Linked DNA regions of Hordeum vulgare: region 2 is linked to region 1. A link is a contact called in public Hi-C data. All regions are on one chromosome and are shown on one strand. The core of a region is the stretch at or near the end of the contact, and the rest is flanking DNA. Distances in the headings are between cores, read along the strand shown.

What was found. Hi-C and Micro-C count contacts between places; a contact is called where the count stands out from the background.
Region 2: a Hi-C map of leaf shows a contact between it and region 1, with 3 times the contacts expected there. The contact joins the enhancer-like site here to the promoter of LOC123410479 in region 1. A contact is called at or near these places in 2 of 6 Hi-C or Micro-C datasets (leaf and seedling).

Annotation. Positions count from the first base shown.
Region 1 is chr7H:161,730,272-161,738,030 of MorexV3_pseudomolecules_assembly, forward strand. It overlaps LOC123410479 (tricin synthase 1-like), which reads right to left and starts at 4,864. Exons shown (of 2, transcript XM_045103426.1): 1 at 4,560-4,864; 2 at 3,620-4,438. The coding sequence starts at 4,732. The coding sequence ends at 3,868.
Region 2 is chr7H:162,193,979-162,201,069 of MorexV3_pseudomolecules_assembly, forward strand. No RefSeq gene overlaps it. Among protein-coding and RNA genes, the nearest start is that of LOC123414458, 28 kb to the right of the region's middle. Within about 2 kb of position 3,188, at least 1 of the 3 cell types and tissues checked has open chromatin away from gene starts, as enhancers often do. A contact at or near this core is called in leaf, where this site is marked.

The DNA of each region.
Region 1 (7,759 bases), core at 3,614-6,113:
AACCATGGCTCTCGGGCCCTAGTAACAAGCATTAAGCATAGCAAAGTCATAACAACATCAATCTCCAAACATAGTGGATACTAGGGATCAAAACCTATCAAAATAAGTTACTTACATGACAAATCTCATCCAATCCAATCACCGTCCAACAAGCCTACAAAGCAATTACTCACTCCCGATGGCGGGCACCATTGAATTGTTGATAGAGAAGGGTTGGTGATGATGGCGGCGACGAATCCCCCTCTTCGGAGCTCCAATTGGACACCAGATCAGACCTCCCGAGGAAGAACAGGAGGTGGCGGCGGCTCTGTCTCGTAGAACATGATGAAAACTTCTTTCCTTTTTATTCTCGGTGAATAGGAATTTGTAGGCTTGGAATTAAGGTCAGGGGAGCCGTGTGGGCGCCACAAGGCATCTGGGCACGCCGAGGGGGTGGACGCGCCCTATTGCCTTGTGAGCAACTAGTACCCCCCCTCCGGTGGTTCTTTGCTCCAATTTTCGTCCAATTTCGGGAACTTTTATTTCTCCACAAAAAACACCATGGTAGTTCTACTGAAAACAACGTCAGTTTGGGTTGGTTTCATTCAAATCATGCAAATTAGAGTCCAAAACAAGAGCAAAAGTGTTTGTAAAAGTAGATATCTTTGGGATGTATCAAGTACTCATGAGTTAATTATTTTATATGCATCAAACAATTTCAGATTCATAACATGAAATCCAACACAAAGAACTTCTAAGAGTTGCCCAAAATTTTATGTCAGAGAAAGTAGGATGAAAACATGTACAAACTGTGTGCGATAATACCCCAATCTCGGCGCGGGAATCCGCAAGTTGATTACCAAAACATATATTAATTGACTCAATAAAATACCCCATTGTCACCACGGGTATCCACATGCAATACACATATCTAGTGTTCTCAAATGATCATATATGCAATTCGATAATAATGACACCTCAAAGGGTGAGACTTAATTCATCACAACAAATATAGAGAGGGAAGAACCCCATATGATCCGACAATATTAACAAAGCTCATGGTACATCAAGATTGTGTCATATCAAGATCACGAGAGAGTGAGAGAGAGAGCACATAGCTACTGGTACATACCCTCAGCCCCGATGGTGAACTACTCCCTCCTCGCCATGGAGGCAGCGAGGATGATCAAGATGGACTTCGGTGATGACTTCCCCATTTCAGTAGGGTGCCGGAATAGAGCTCCGGTTGAGGTCGCTTCGGATTAACTTTCAAGGGTTTCCGAATATATAAGAATTTTCAGCGCTGGATTCACGCAAAGAGGTGTCACAGGGCGCCTACAAGACATTAGGGCGCACCGACCCCCCTAGGGTGTGCCATGTTATCTTGTGGGGACCCTGTGGATCTTCTTCTACTTTCTCAAAGCTTCCCGGGTCTCTTTCCTTCGAGAAAAAAATCATCAAAAAGTTTCGTCACGTTTGGACTTCATTTGGTATGGATTTTCTGGAAAACCAAAAACATGCAGAAAAGAACAACTCGCACTGGGCACTAGGTTAATATGTTAGTCCATCAAAATCAAATAAAACTGTACCGAAACCCTAAAAAATTATTGCAAACATGGCATGAGTACTTGATAAATTTTAGATACGTTGGAGACGTATCAACCACAACCATAGATCCAATACGCGACACACAACAAAAGAGGAATGAGTGTCGGGAGTAGGTTTGGAAGGAATATCATGAACATGTGCAATATGTGGAGCAGCATCCTATCATCACCAATCGTAGTGTGGCATGTTCCAACATCAATGGGGATCCTTCAAGGGGAAGTGAACAAGGACGTAGGCTACTATTCACAAGTGCTTGGGTGCCCTCAAAGTGGGATGGAAGTGGTAACTCGCGTAAGCTAAGTTACTTCATCCTGTCGTCATTTGCATATGCTTGTTTTGTTGCATTCTCCTGCCCATACATATTTTGTTTGCTAGACGGTGGTGGCAGACACTATGTATCAAGAAACGGAGAAGAAGCAATTTCAATTTAGCCATTGTTGGTGATATTGAATGGCAAAGCAAATTGGAAAAAACTTAGGGTTGATCTCAAGGCTGGTAAGAAGAGTAATGATGGCTCAAGCTCCCACCAATCAATTGGGTTGGACAAAGAACAGCAAGATGTTGTAGTGGAGAATGGAAGCACCACCATGCCAAATGATAACCGACATGTGATGTGAAACAAGTGGGAGAAGGCAAGGGCCTCCTGTGCCGCCGCATCTACAAAAATGTCCTTCACATGGGCGGATATTTTTCGGTTACGAAGAACAAGAAATATGATAGGTACATGCTCATGTTGGATGCGCAAAACAGAGGATGAATTGGGACTAGAAGAGGGTGGAGAAGAAGCTAGAAATTGAGAGGGACAAGATCGAGTTGAAGAAGAAAGAGATGGCGATCAAATGGGAGCTCGAGAAGCCAAAACATTTATAAAGGTTGAGCTTGAGAATGAGAGGTTGAAAATCATACGGGACACGGAGGATGCGAAGATAATGCTGGTGAACGAAAGCCTCCTGTATGAGCATCCAAAGAAGTGACTTGTGAGGATGAAGGAGATCAATGAGCATAGGGAGTACTAGGCGGCGCGGGCGTCTATTGTAGCATCAATGAATGCAGCCACGATGCACGCGGATCAGGACGCAAGGATGGCCTTGGAGCATGCGACATGGATGGCGTCCGATGAGTGGTTCCGCCAGTCAACGAGTGATCTTCACACTCACACTTTAATCTTATTTTGGCATGTACAAATTTTGGAACTATGATTTGTTTTGCTTCATCGTTTTCTTTTGAACCGTTGAATTGAAATGATTTGTATCATATGATCGATGTGTATGGATTGTATAGATTCGACAATTCGCATTTAAAGTTTGTGAATGTGCGGTGTGAATGTGCGGCAACCCAAATAAGAGTAGTCTCACATTGTTAGCAGACGCGTCCGAACACGTCTCCAAACATATAGAGGGTAGGATTTGCAAAGTCGATTGTAGATGCTCTAACATAGAGTTTAAGAGCATCTACAACTGATCTTAACAAATTTGATCCTTTAAATAGAGTTTAAGAGCGTCTATAACTGATCTTAACAAATCTGATTCTTTAAACGTCTACGGACGTGTTCGGTTAGTGATCAAGCGTGTTCATTTTAATCTTTTATTTAGGCGTACATATATCTGCATTTCTCATTTTCTCATTTATAGAGTTGGTGGAGGCGAAAAAAGAAAAAATAATGAATAAAGAAAAAGAAAAAAAAGATCTGAGGTGGGTCGTTGGACTCGCCGGACTAATTAAACACGTCGGCGAGTCTTATATCTTATCTATATTTGTTTTTATATGGAAGTTCATGTACAAAAGTGATATTTCGATCTCTTTTTTTCCTTTGGTCACTGACCGGACGCCTGGGATGGCGGTTGTACAGCTCGCACAACATCGACCAGACAAGTCGCGGTGTCCCCGTCGCTGCATGTTGTTTAAATCAACACTTCATGTCGCTATACGTTACAGTACATCCGGCGTGTCTGACCTTCTCGCATTTAACAATGCAAGTGAGATAAACTTAACAATGAGGCGGGTGACAACGACATCCATATACGCGACCTCGTCATTGCAACACCATATTTAGTTTAAGAGTACAGTACATAAGTAGAACCACTCCTCCCTCTCCTCTCATCAAATTTCGAAAGCAAAAAAGTATTATTGAAAACTCGAAACCATCAGATGCTTCACGCTAGCCAGCGCTGGCAGGGAAAAATAATACAATTGATTAAGGGAAGCGGCTGGTAAGGAACGAAATCGACTCCACGCACGGCGGATCCCGATGCTTCACGCCGGACCTGACCGGACGCCCGTCTAGACGACGCGGCGGCAGATGGTGACGCCGTCGGCGATGGCGAGCTGGCAGACCTCGATGCGCGGGTCGGCGGCGAGCTTGGCGTTGAGGTCCCTGAGGGCGGCGGAGAAGCGGGTGTCGAGGTCGGACAAGGGCGTGCCCGCCGGCAGCGCCACCGTGCCGCCCCAGAGCGTGTTGTCGTAGATGATGGTGCCGCCGACGCGCACCAGCCGCAGCAGCTGCTCGTGGTAGCGCACGTAGTTGGGCTTGTCGGCGTCCACGAACGCGAAGTCGTAGCTGGCCGCGCCATCGTCCTCGGCGAGGAGCTCCTCCAGGCGCTCCAGGCCGGTGCCCTCGCGGAAGTCCACCTTGTGCGCCATGCCGGCCTTCTCGATGAAGGGGCGGCCCACCTCGTAGCACTCACGGTCGGTGTCGATGGCCACGATCTTGCCGTCCTCGGGGAGCGCCAGCGCGGTGGCCAGCAGCGAGTAGCCCGTGAACACGCCCACCTCGATCGTCTTCTTGGCCCCTGCCATCTTGATCAGCATCCCCAGCAGCTGCGCCTCGTCCGAGGACGACTGCATGTAACCCCTGAATCCAAAGAATCAGAGCCAGATCTATCAGCAACCACAAGTAACTAGCTAGTAACATCGATCAATCGAGATGGACGTGGGAGCGTGCATGCAGAGGAAGAAGATGATACTGTACGTACCAGGGGTGCTTGTCGGTGATGAGGCGCAGGTCGCGCATGCACTCGTGCTCGCGGGGGAACACGGTGGTGTCGAGGATGTAGGTGTAGAGGGCGTCGCTCTTGAGCAGCGTCTTGTTGGTGCTGTCGATGCCGCTGTGGACGTTGGCCACGGTGTTGTCTCCGCTGGGCGCCATGGCTCTGGTCGCTAGCTCTGCCTGGGTTGGTGGTGCCTGGGTAGCAGGGTAGGGGAATGAGTTGGATCGAGTGTCTGTCCACCCACAGCCTCGACGTGCCTGTATTTATCCACCGGCCGCTGGCGGGGTTGGTGTCCATGGATCCACCTACCAGAATACGCCCACTCGCCTTGTAAAAAGAGGAAACCATCGACCACTACCAGCTTTAGCACAGTATTTTTTCTCTTGCTTTAATTATTCTTTGTCTGGCGTGCCGGCCCCTCCAATCGTGCTAGCCCATGCCACATGCACGTATGGCGATGATCCATCACGATCAGATTCCTACCGCCACCTACCTGCTCCGCTGTGTATCGATCGTGGATGCAATTTTGATTAGGAAAATTGGGAGAGCGTCCATCAACGACTGAGGGACTGAGGGGGTGTTTCTTTCCAGAGATTTTTTTGATGTAGGGACTAAAAAAGTTCCTTTTAGTCTTATGTGAAAGAAACAGGAGGGACTTCTAGGAACTAAAATGGGTATTTGGAACTAAAGTAAGAAGTCCCTATGGGAGAGACTTTTTGGGACTTTTTTGACTCTTTTTCCAACAATGCCTCTACTTTTAGCATGTCATTTAATAACTTCTATTATATTACTAGGGATAACATGGTTTTTTTCATGTTATTTAATGACCTCTAGTCCATATTTAGTTCTTGGAAAGAAACAGATAGGAACTAGAGACTTTTTAGTTGAGACAAAAAAAAGTCCTTCGGCTTTTTAAAGAAACAGGACCTGAGCACGAAGCTTCAGTCGCTAATCATGCTTTCGAGTTTTCCACCCACCCCCACCCCACCCCCAACCCCAACCCCCACCACATGCCGCCCCACCGCGCTTTGGCTGTCAGCGCGGTGATCACCCCCTGGCTGGCGGTTGGTGAAAAATCTCCGATTTAAGGAGGCGCTTTGGCGTGCTGCTTTTCTTTTTCCGATGAAGTTTGGCGTGCTGCTTGCGGACAGAATTGATTATTGGGCAGATGCATCACGGGGCCAGCGAGTAAATCGAGCAGGACCCCTCTGCCTCCACCGGAGCGCTATACGTGTCTTGGTCGAAATACTGTAGCCTTCGAGCAGAGTGCAAGGCTAATAAGTAAAGTAGAGCCATCCCATCGAGTCGACGAGATTAAGTTGGCGCGAGGAAACCACCGATCGGCGTTCGGCGAACTGCAATGATGTGCCTCGCGCCGGTAGAGAACAAGATCACCGGCTTCTGCACGCAACGTTTGTCGGCGAGGACGGGTCCGTCGCGTGCGGAAGCAAGCCAGAGGACGGGACGAACGGACGATCGTGCCCACGTCGGTTGCAACCGCTCCGGACTAACTGCTATGCTATGATGGGAGCTCCAAGAGCAACTCCAATTGGCTGATTCATTTTATCCTTGCGTGTCTGTTTGCATCGTGACGGACAGAAAAGTATCCAAACTGGCACGTGTTTGCTTTTCCTCCGTCTACCGATTCATTTCCGGCTCATTATTTAGCTTGATTTGCATCGACGCGAACACGAGACGACACGCGCGACCAACTTCTTCGACGACGCCTGCAATCTGTTCGACAGTTTGCCGAGGTATAAAATGGATCCTGTCGACGGGTTCTTTTTCCACAATTTCTTTGTGACTTCGACGATTCCTCGTCCGGTGATGAGGAGGAGATCTTGGCCGTCGTGTTGGTCCATCACCACCTTAATAGCCTGGACACTTTTCGACATTGAATCGTAACCGAGAGAGTGGTCATTTCTTTCTTTGAAAGGACTACTTTGACACAACCAACCCGCTGTTCAAACATCAGAAATTGCGGCGGCGTTTTCCGTGTGGCTAGGCATATTTTCAACCGTATTAGAGAGGGGGTGGTCGGATGCAATAACTATTTCGAGTGTAAAGAGGACGCCCTTGGAAATATTGGCTTCCCATCTTATCAGAAATGCATTGCAGCCATCCGGATGCTTGCATACGGAGTGCCCGGTAATCTCATTGACGAGTACGTCCGTATGAGCGAGTCTACATGGCTAGAGTTCATGTACAGATTTTGCAAGGGTGTGATTTGTGTGTTTGACTCTGAGTAATTGAGAGAGCCGACTCCTTGAGATACATCCCGCTTGTTGGCGATGAATGCCACCGGGGGCTTCCCACGGATGCTTGACAGCATAGACTGCATGCACTCGGAGTGGAAAAATTGGCCTACCACTTGGCAAGGGCGGTATAAGGGTCATGTCACGGCTTGCACTGTCATATTTGAGACCGTGGCCTCACAAGATCTCTGGATCTGTCACTCTCTCTTCGACATGGCCGGATCACATAATGATATCAACGTGCTTCAATGCTCGCGGGTGTTTGCAAGGCTTGCAGAAGGCAACAGCCATCGGTGAATGTTATCGTCAACGAGCACAACTACGAACAAGGATACTACCTAGATGACGGTATCTATCTTTAGTGGACCACTACTATGAAAACAATCCCCGATCCTATCAGAGAGAAGAGGGAAAGATTTGACCAAGAGCAAGAGTATGCTAGGAAGGACGTCAAGCATGCCTTTGGTGTTTTGCAATCCCGATGGGGCATCGTTCGGAACCCTGCTAGGACTTGAAGCATCAAGAAGCTGTGGGAGGTGATGACAACTTGTGTTATTATGCATAATATGATTGTAGAAAATGAGCGTCCCAAATGTATCTACAATCGAGAATTTTAATTTTAAAGTGAGAATGTTGTGTCTGAGCATGGAGGAGCGGTAACTTTTGAACAGTTTGCCCAATTTTATTACGAAATAGGTAGTTGAAAAACTCACATGCAGATGCAAAATGATTTGGTTGAACATATGTGGGCTCATGTTGTCAACCAATATATGTATCTTTTTCATATGTATTTGAGATAATTTAAATTATTATTTGGTTGGTAAATTTGTACTTATTTATTTGAAAACTATGATTTTTTTTGTTGTGAAACTATGTTATTTTTCTATATGTCTCCATGTCAAGTAATGCAAAATGTGTGCATATTTGTTG
Region 2 (7,091 bases), core at 1,938-4,437, 460 kb after region 1:
AGAACTCATCTACCTCTCCGGCCCTCTTGCTGGATCAAGAAGGCGGGGATCGTCATCGAGTTGTACGTGTGCTGAACGCGGAGGTGTCGTCCGTTCGGCACTAGATCGGCATGGATCGTGATGGGATCGCGGCACAGATCGTGATGAGATCGCGGGACGGGCTGCGATTTGGATAGCGAAGATGTTCCACTACATCAACCGCGTTATATACGCTTCCGCTTAGCAAGGGTATGTAGATTCACTCTCCTCTCTCATAGATCATCACCACCATGGATAGATATTGCGTGTGTGTAGGAAATTTTTGTTTCCCATGCGACGTTCCCCAACAGAGTCTTCTTGCTCAAAGCTTTTGTCGATCTTATTCCTTCCTTGCATCAAAGGGGCATCTCCACACAATCTTATAGCCAAAGCATCTTTGAACTTTTCTGAAATGTACTTGGATAAATTCATTAGTCGGATGATGCATATGTTGTAATTAATTACCAAAACCATCTTAGGAAGCAACTGTGCTTTCAGAGGCTGAACTGCCCCGGCAAAAAAAAGGCTGACACGGCAAGAGGGTGCCACACTAATAACGTTGTTGTCGTTAAAGTCATCCACCTCGATGTCGAATTGCTGCGTGCAGCGATGACATGCATACCGCTCATTGCAGTTTGCACAAAGATGTTGTTGGCCACTACTGTTGATAGACACCTCATCACTGCTGCCGAAGGTTTTCCCTCTTTCTTCACTATGGTTGAAGGCATGATGGTCATGGCACAAACCCATAGGATAGCAATTGATGGCAAAGCAGTAGTTGGCTCTGATACTAGCCCCTTCCCAGCCCCTCCTTATGGCTTAGTTACTTCATAAGTGAAGTTTATGTGGGTAAATTGGGTGTGGATAAACTGTTTTTAAGTTAGTATTATCTGCCCATACCTGAATTCTTTGGGTGTTATTTCATACTCATACCTACCCACATAGTTTGCGCATGGATTTGAATAGGCCGTTCTTACCTATTTGCAGGCCCTTAAATATGTGCTACACAACGTAAGTTACTTATAGTATTCATTTATCAGTTGCATGTTAACTAACAACAGCTATATAATATCCTTGGTGAAGCTTAGCTGGAGCCAGCATCTTGGGATAATATGACACGTGAGATGATGCATATTTTCTCCTTAAAGTTAGCTATATCTCCTATCAACAGTGGTTCAATACAGTTATATGGATACATTGCGGCACGAGATGAATATGACTTAAGGCTTAATTATATTTTCAATCGGAGCAGAGAAGATCCCATCATCGTACAACAGGTGAATATCAATACTTATCTGCATCCATTGTACATTACATCCAGTAAATAATGAGATCGAAATCGATGTACTCCCTTTTCCCAATGTCAAGGCATGCTTAACTTTTCACTATCTTCGATTCTGACTTTGACCGGTAATATATACCAACATACATGAAAAGGACATACTTGAATGGCATCTTTCATTTATCTTAAAAATTATTTTTATGCTATATTTCCTTACACTAACTTTACAGACATATTATGAGCAAAAATCTTTTTCAATCTCGTACATTGAAGACTGCAAGAATCAAGTGCGCCATACATTTCAGGGAGGGAGTACTTCTGATGGCATACTACAAGCTCCTAATATTCTTCCAGTAATAGATGCTTGGATAGTGTTATATAGCCCATGGGGTAAAAGTAACAGACGGATTACTGTGTTGGTGGTCATAACAGCAGGAGTACCGGAAAGCTTAAGGTTTTGTTGTGCTATCCCTGTTACTGTGCCTGGAGTGGCCCAGTTCCACCCCTTCAAAATAGCCTTCGACTTGAAGAATTAGTCTGTTCTTGCTGGCGTCCATTGCATGGCAGACTCGCAGGTCATAACTGCCAGTTCTCGCTGCTGAGTTGCCTTCAGGAAGATGAGTCGAAGCGTGGCTGCTACCTTGTAGGGTTAAAGTGCATTCTGCTTAACCGATGCCTGCAGCATTCGGTCATGGGCCGGCCCATCAGGGAGGAGGGGGTTTCGGTTTTGTGAAGGTTCCGAAAGTTTTTTAGATGGGTTTTTTTATTTAGTTTTCAGGACTGGTTTTTCTTCGGGTTTTTTTTTCTTTACTATTTGTATTACTTTTTCATTTTCATATTAATTTTCTTATATTTTTTACATTTTTTTTAAAAAAAACACACCCATTTTCTGTTTAACTTTTTTTCCAAACGAACAAATATTTTTCCAAATCAATGAACCCTTTTCAGAATTTTACGAATTTTTTATGGATATTCTATGAACTTTTTTGAATATTGATGATTTTTTTAAATTATGATGACCCTTTTTTATATTGGATGAACTTTTTTAAAAACTGATGAACTATTTTTCAATTTGTGAACTTTTTTCAAATTCGATGAACTTGTTTAAAAAATGATGAATTTTTATCAAATTTGATGAACTATTTTTCAAAATAGGTGACTTTTTTTCCAACATCTATGAACCTTTTCAAATTTGATGAATTTTTTCTAAAAAAAATGATGAACTTTTAATAAAATTCGATGATTTTTTTAAATAAGTGAACGTTTTTCAAAAAATATGACCTTTTATCAAATTTGGTGAACTTTTTCTAAAAATCAGCGAACGTTTTGAAAAATATGATGAAGATTTTTGTGTAATCGATGAACTTTTTTTTAAAATCGGTGAATGTTTTTCCAAAAAATGATGAACTTTTATCAAATTTTATAAAAAAATTTAAAAAATCGGTGAACGTTTTTTAAAATAAGATGAACATTTTTTCGGAATCGATGAACTTTTCAAAAAAAAATCGGTCAACGTTTTTCAAAAAATGATGAACTTTTATCAAATTTGATGAACTTTTTTAAAAATCGGTGAAGGTTTATTAAAGTACGATGAACGTTTTTTCGGATTTGATGAACTTTTTTCAAATTCTAATAAACTTTCTTTAAATTTGTGATTTGTTTTTAATAAATCTATGAACTTTTTAATTTACAAAATATATTCAAAATTGTAAAAAAACAAAAACGGTCTTTTTCCTGAACTAATAATACACCACATCCATTAAAAAATCAACAAGCCTAGCAAAAACGAACGGTAGTGGATTTACTTAGTGGGTCGCGGCCCGTTTCTGGGCGTTGTAGGCGTGAGTTGCCCGAACCGGCGCTTGAAGTGTCGATTAGGAGCTCCCTTGGGTTGGGACCTGGCAGCATTTACTTGGGCCTTGGGGAGTTACGGAGTTAGGTGGTATGGCCCATAGAGGTTGTTACTTCAGTTTAATTGAGTAACCTCGTTGTAGGACCGAGGTGAGCAATATTATACCGAGAGCAACTAGTTAGCGAGCGCTCCCTCGCGAGCCTTCCAGCGATCGCTCTCGCGCGCTGTCAGTTGGCGCGTTTCCAGCCGTCGCTACGTGTCGTGCTCTGAGCGTTCTCTTTGGATTTTGTTTTATTCATTATTTTTTCGCACGCGTTTTCTCCTTTTTTGAGTGGTTTTTTTCGAATTTTTTGTGTTATGGTTTTTCACCGGTCTTTCGTAACTTTTGGACGAAAAAAAATCACGAAAAAAGCATTTTTTGTTTTTTTACGCCGAAAACTCGTTTTTTGTTTTTTTCTGCGAGAGACGCGGTTTTGCCTTCGCGAGAGGCACGGCCGTGCCTCTCGGAAAGGAAAAAAACACATTTTCAATTTTTTGCGAGAGACACGGTTTTTTTTCACGAAAGACACGATTTTGCCTTCGCAAGGGGCATGTCCGTGCCTTTCGGAAAGGAAAAAAGCGTTTTCTGTTTTTTTACGAGAGGCACGGTTTTGCTTCCGCGAAAGGCACCATTTTGCCTTCGCGAGAGGCACGCCCTTGCCTCTCCCGAAAGGAGAAAAACGCGTTTTCTGTTTTTCTTTTTTGCGAGCTCCACAGTTTTGCTTCCGCGAAAGGCACGGTTTTGCCTTTCCGAGAGGCACGCCCGTGCATCTCGTGAAAAGGGAAAAACGCGTTTTTTGCTCTCTCTTTTATCCATGAGAGGCACGGTTTTGCTTTCGCAAGAGACACGGTTTTTCCTTCACGAGAGGCATGGTTTTTTTGTCCGGTTTTTTTCTATCACGTGAGGCATGGTTTTTTTGTCCGTTTTTTTCTTCCGGTTTTTTTATGAAAAAAAAGTTCGTCAAAACCTATCAACATGGGATCTAGTTTTGAAGATCTCGACGCAAGAAGCCAATGGTGAAAACGGTTCGAGATTTGAACGCACGGTTTAGGAGACAAAACGTATTGAAAATACGAATCTACGAAAAATAGGAAAAACTCCCACGTTGCGACAAGTGGCACGCATGTAATGCGTCACTTGTCACAACCTGTGAAGATGAAAGTAATCGTTAGAAGGTGTATTCGCTAACTAGTGATTTCGTATTATACCAGGTCTATAATGCAACTGAAGAACCAAAGACCGGATTAGCTTGTTATGCCCACCCTATTCATACCCTGCAATCCTACATCCTCTGGATTGAACATGAGAGAACAGTGGATGTTACGACCCCTGAGGGTCAAGGGGGTAATTAGCTAAATTACATTTCATATAAGTTAGTGCCTCATGGGTCTGCATTTTCCTGATGCGCAGAGAACCACCACGTAAAGCGAGAACGTCTAATAATCTGATGGATATTTTAGACCTGAGTGCGTTTTTTTTTACTATGGTCTGTTTAGCGAACGTTTTGAGTTTGTGAAAAACTACTAATTTGCTTGTTTCTTGATCTGTTGGCATCATTTGCAAGATAAGTATTTAACTTCAGTTTTTTTGTTGTATGAAGTACTAACAACAATAGTTTTACAGGGTTCTTTGATTGAAATGACCGGACCTAAGAGAGGCATTGCATTTTACTGTGATGTTCTACTTGAGCTTGACATGAGGATCGAGAACGGAGAAAACGAAGGAGATGACACACAGTTGATTGATGGAATGTCGGAATTTCGTGGACTATTAATGCCATGGGAACCAACTGAAATTCCCATCAACGGTGATTGTGCCACAGTTGAGATGTCTGCTGCACTTGTTAGTTATGCAGTTGCGGCCATTGTAGAAGTTATCATATCAGAACCGCACGGTGTCTTTCATCTATCCCTCAGTTCCATCGTTTGTGTTGTGGAGGAACATGAATTCCAGCTTTTTCATGGCTCCGCTAGTGACTGGTGTGGCGCAAGGAGGTTTGTGATTGTTGTTACGGTAAATACTATGTTGCATTTGAAGTTCATGGTTGGTGAGAGAGGCGCAAACGGTCACATTGAAGACACTTGTTCCTTCAAGGCCAAGCTAAACGGAGATGCCAGGCATCTAATGAATTTTGAGGTTGCCTCTATCTTGACGATAGTGACATGGGCGGCGTGGCCTCATGGAATGTTTTATTGAATAGATATTGATGGTTGCCTTTGTATTGGAACCGGGTATTGTTATACTCAATTCCTATTTCAATACTGTTTTCTAGTAAGTGTGTTTTATGCTTCGTTATGTTCACATCACATATTGATCCGAGAGGCATTACGCATGACAAATGTGTAACATCAAACCTGATTCCTTGAACTTTTGGCCATTATGTGGATGACGAATGCAGGATGTAACTGAGAAATTGTTGATGTTAGCAAAGATTTCATTGAAACTCAAAATACAAAATGTTTTGATCTGATTTAAAAATCTTTTCACATATCATCATGAGTGGACATTCGAAACTAGATTCCATGATGGTATGTTTTGATGATTCTTTTTTTCACATAAAAAGTTATATTGTTCCTCATATTGTTCATATGTTTTTACCGGCAACATTATGTTGGTTGTTCGAACTACAACCTATGTAACTACATCAATATTAATGTTTTTGCTACGACCTAGCAAGTTGATCAACTTGCATCGTGCCATGGTGATAATTTATCATAATCAAGCTGGTAACTATATTAAACTAGTATAATGCCCGACCTTTGCACATGTCATGAATATATTTTTATCAGTTACACACATAATCATATATTCATAATGCATGTTAAAATTTGCATGCATATAAATTATAGCATGTAATAATCGAGAAGTAATTGAAATTCATTTCAATGATCCAACTAATTATCTCTTACAAACTACGTTCTTTTAAGATATTTCTGTATAATATGAGAAATGTTGTTTTTAGCTTCATTGGATGGCACAATGTAAGTTGCATCCTAATTTTGGTGAGTTTTAAATTGTAGGCTACCTATAGATCATTTGGTTGGTATTTTTCCTATAAATGGCTTGTTATGCTATGTGTCATTGATGTCAACGTATAGAAACTCCTCCTTTCTACTTTTCTTGACGGGAAAAAAATAGTCACTCCTCTCACTCACGCACCACACTACCGCCTTTTACTCTTCCTGCACAACCAACAAGCCACCGATTGTTGTCGCATCTTATCTCCCCGTCACAGCGTTGTCGCTGCCATCTCTCCCAGGCGCCTCCCCTCCATGCCATCTCGAAGCCTGCCCACTCCTCTCCCCACCACCTCCGCTCCCATCCATGGCGTCGCCAACCCCCTCCTCTCCTTGCCATGACATGGCATGCGTACTTCTCCCTCTAACAACCTCTCATGTCGGCGCCTCAGCATCGAGTCACCACATTGGTCTAGTATCCTGGTAAGCTGGATCTGCCCGGGAGGTGCAAAAGGGAATGCAAGCCTCTATTAGTGTCAGCCACGTAGCTGAAACATTTGTATGTGGGTTGGATAACCTCAGGCACAATGGTGTGGTGCTACGAGGAGGAATAAACCTTCATCGTCGGCTGCTCACCCGAGGCCGATTTCTAGTGCCAAGGAGTGCACATTGTCACGCCAGGCCGGCCGCCAAGGCGATGCGACCTTTTACTCATCAGTCGTGCCCATCCCACTCAAGTCTGATGTAGCTGCCAGCATGTCTGCCCTTCTTATTAATTAGCTTTATGCATTATACAAAAAAAACTTCTACATGTGCTTGCGTCGCAACGCGCGATAGGCATGCGAGCGCAATCCTAATCTCCCCCTGATTTTAGTTATGGAGCCTAGTATCTAATCTATTAGTGCCTCTCCCCCGATTTTAAGGATGTGGATGGATATGCGC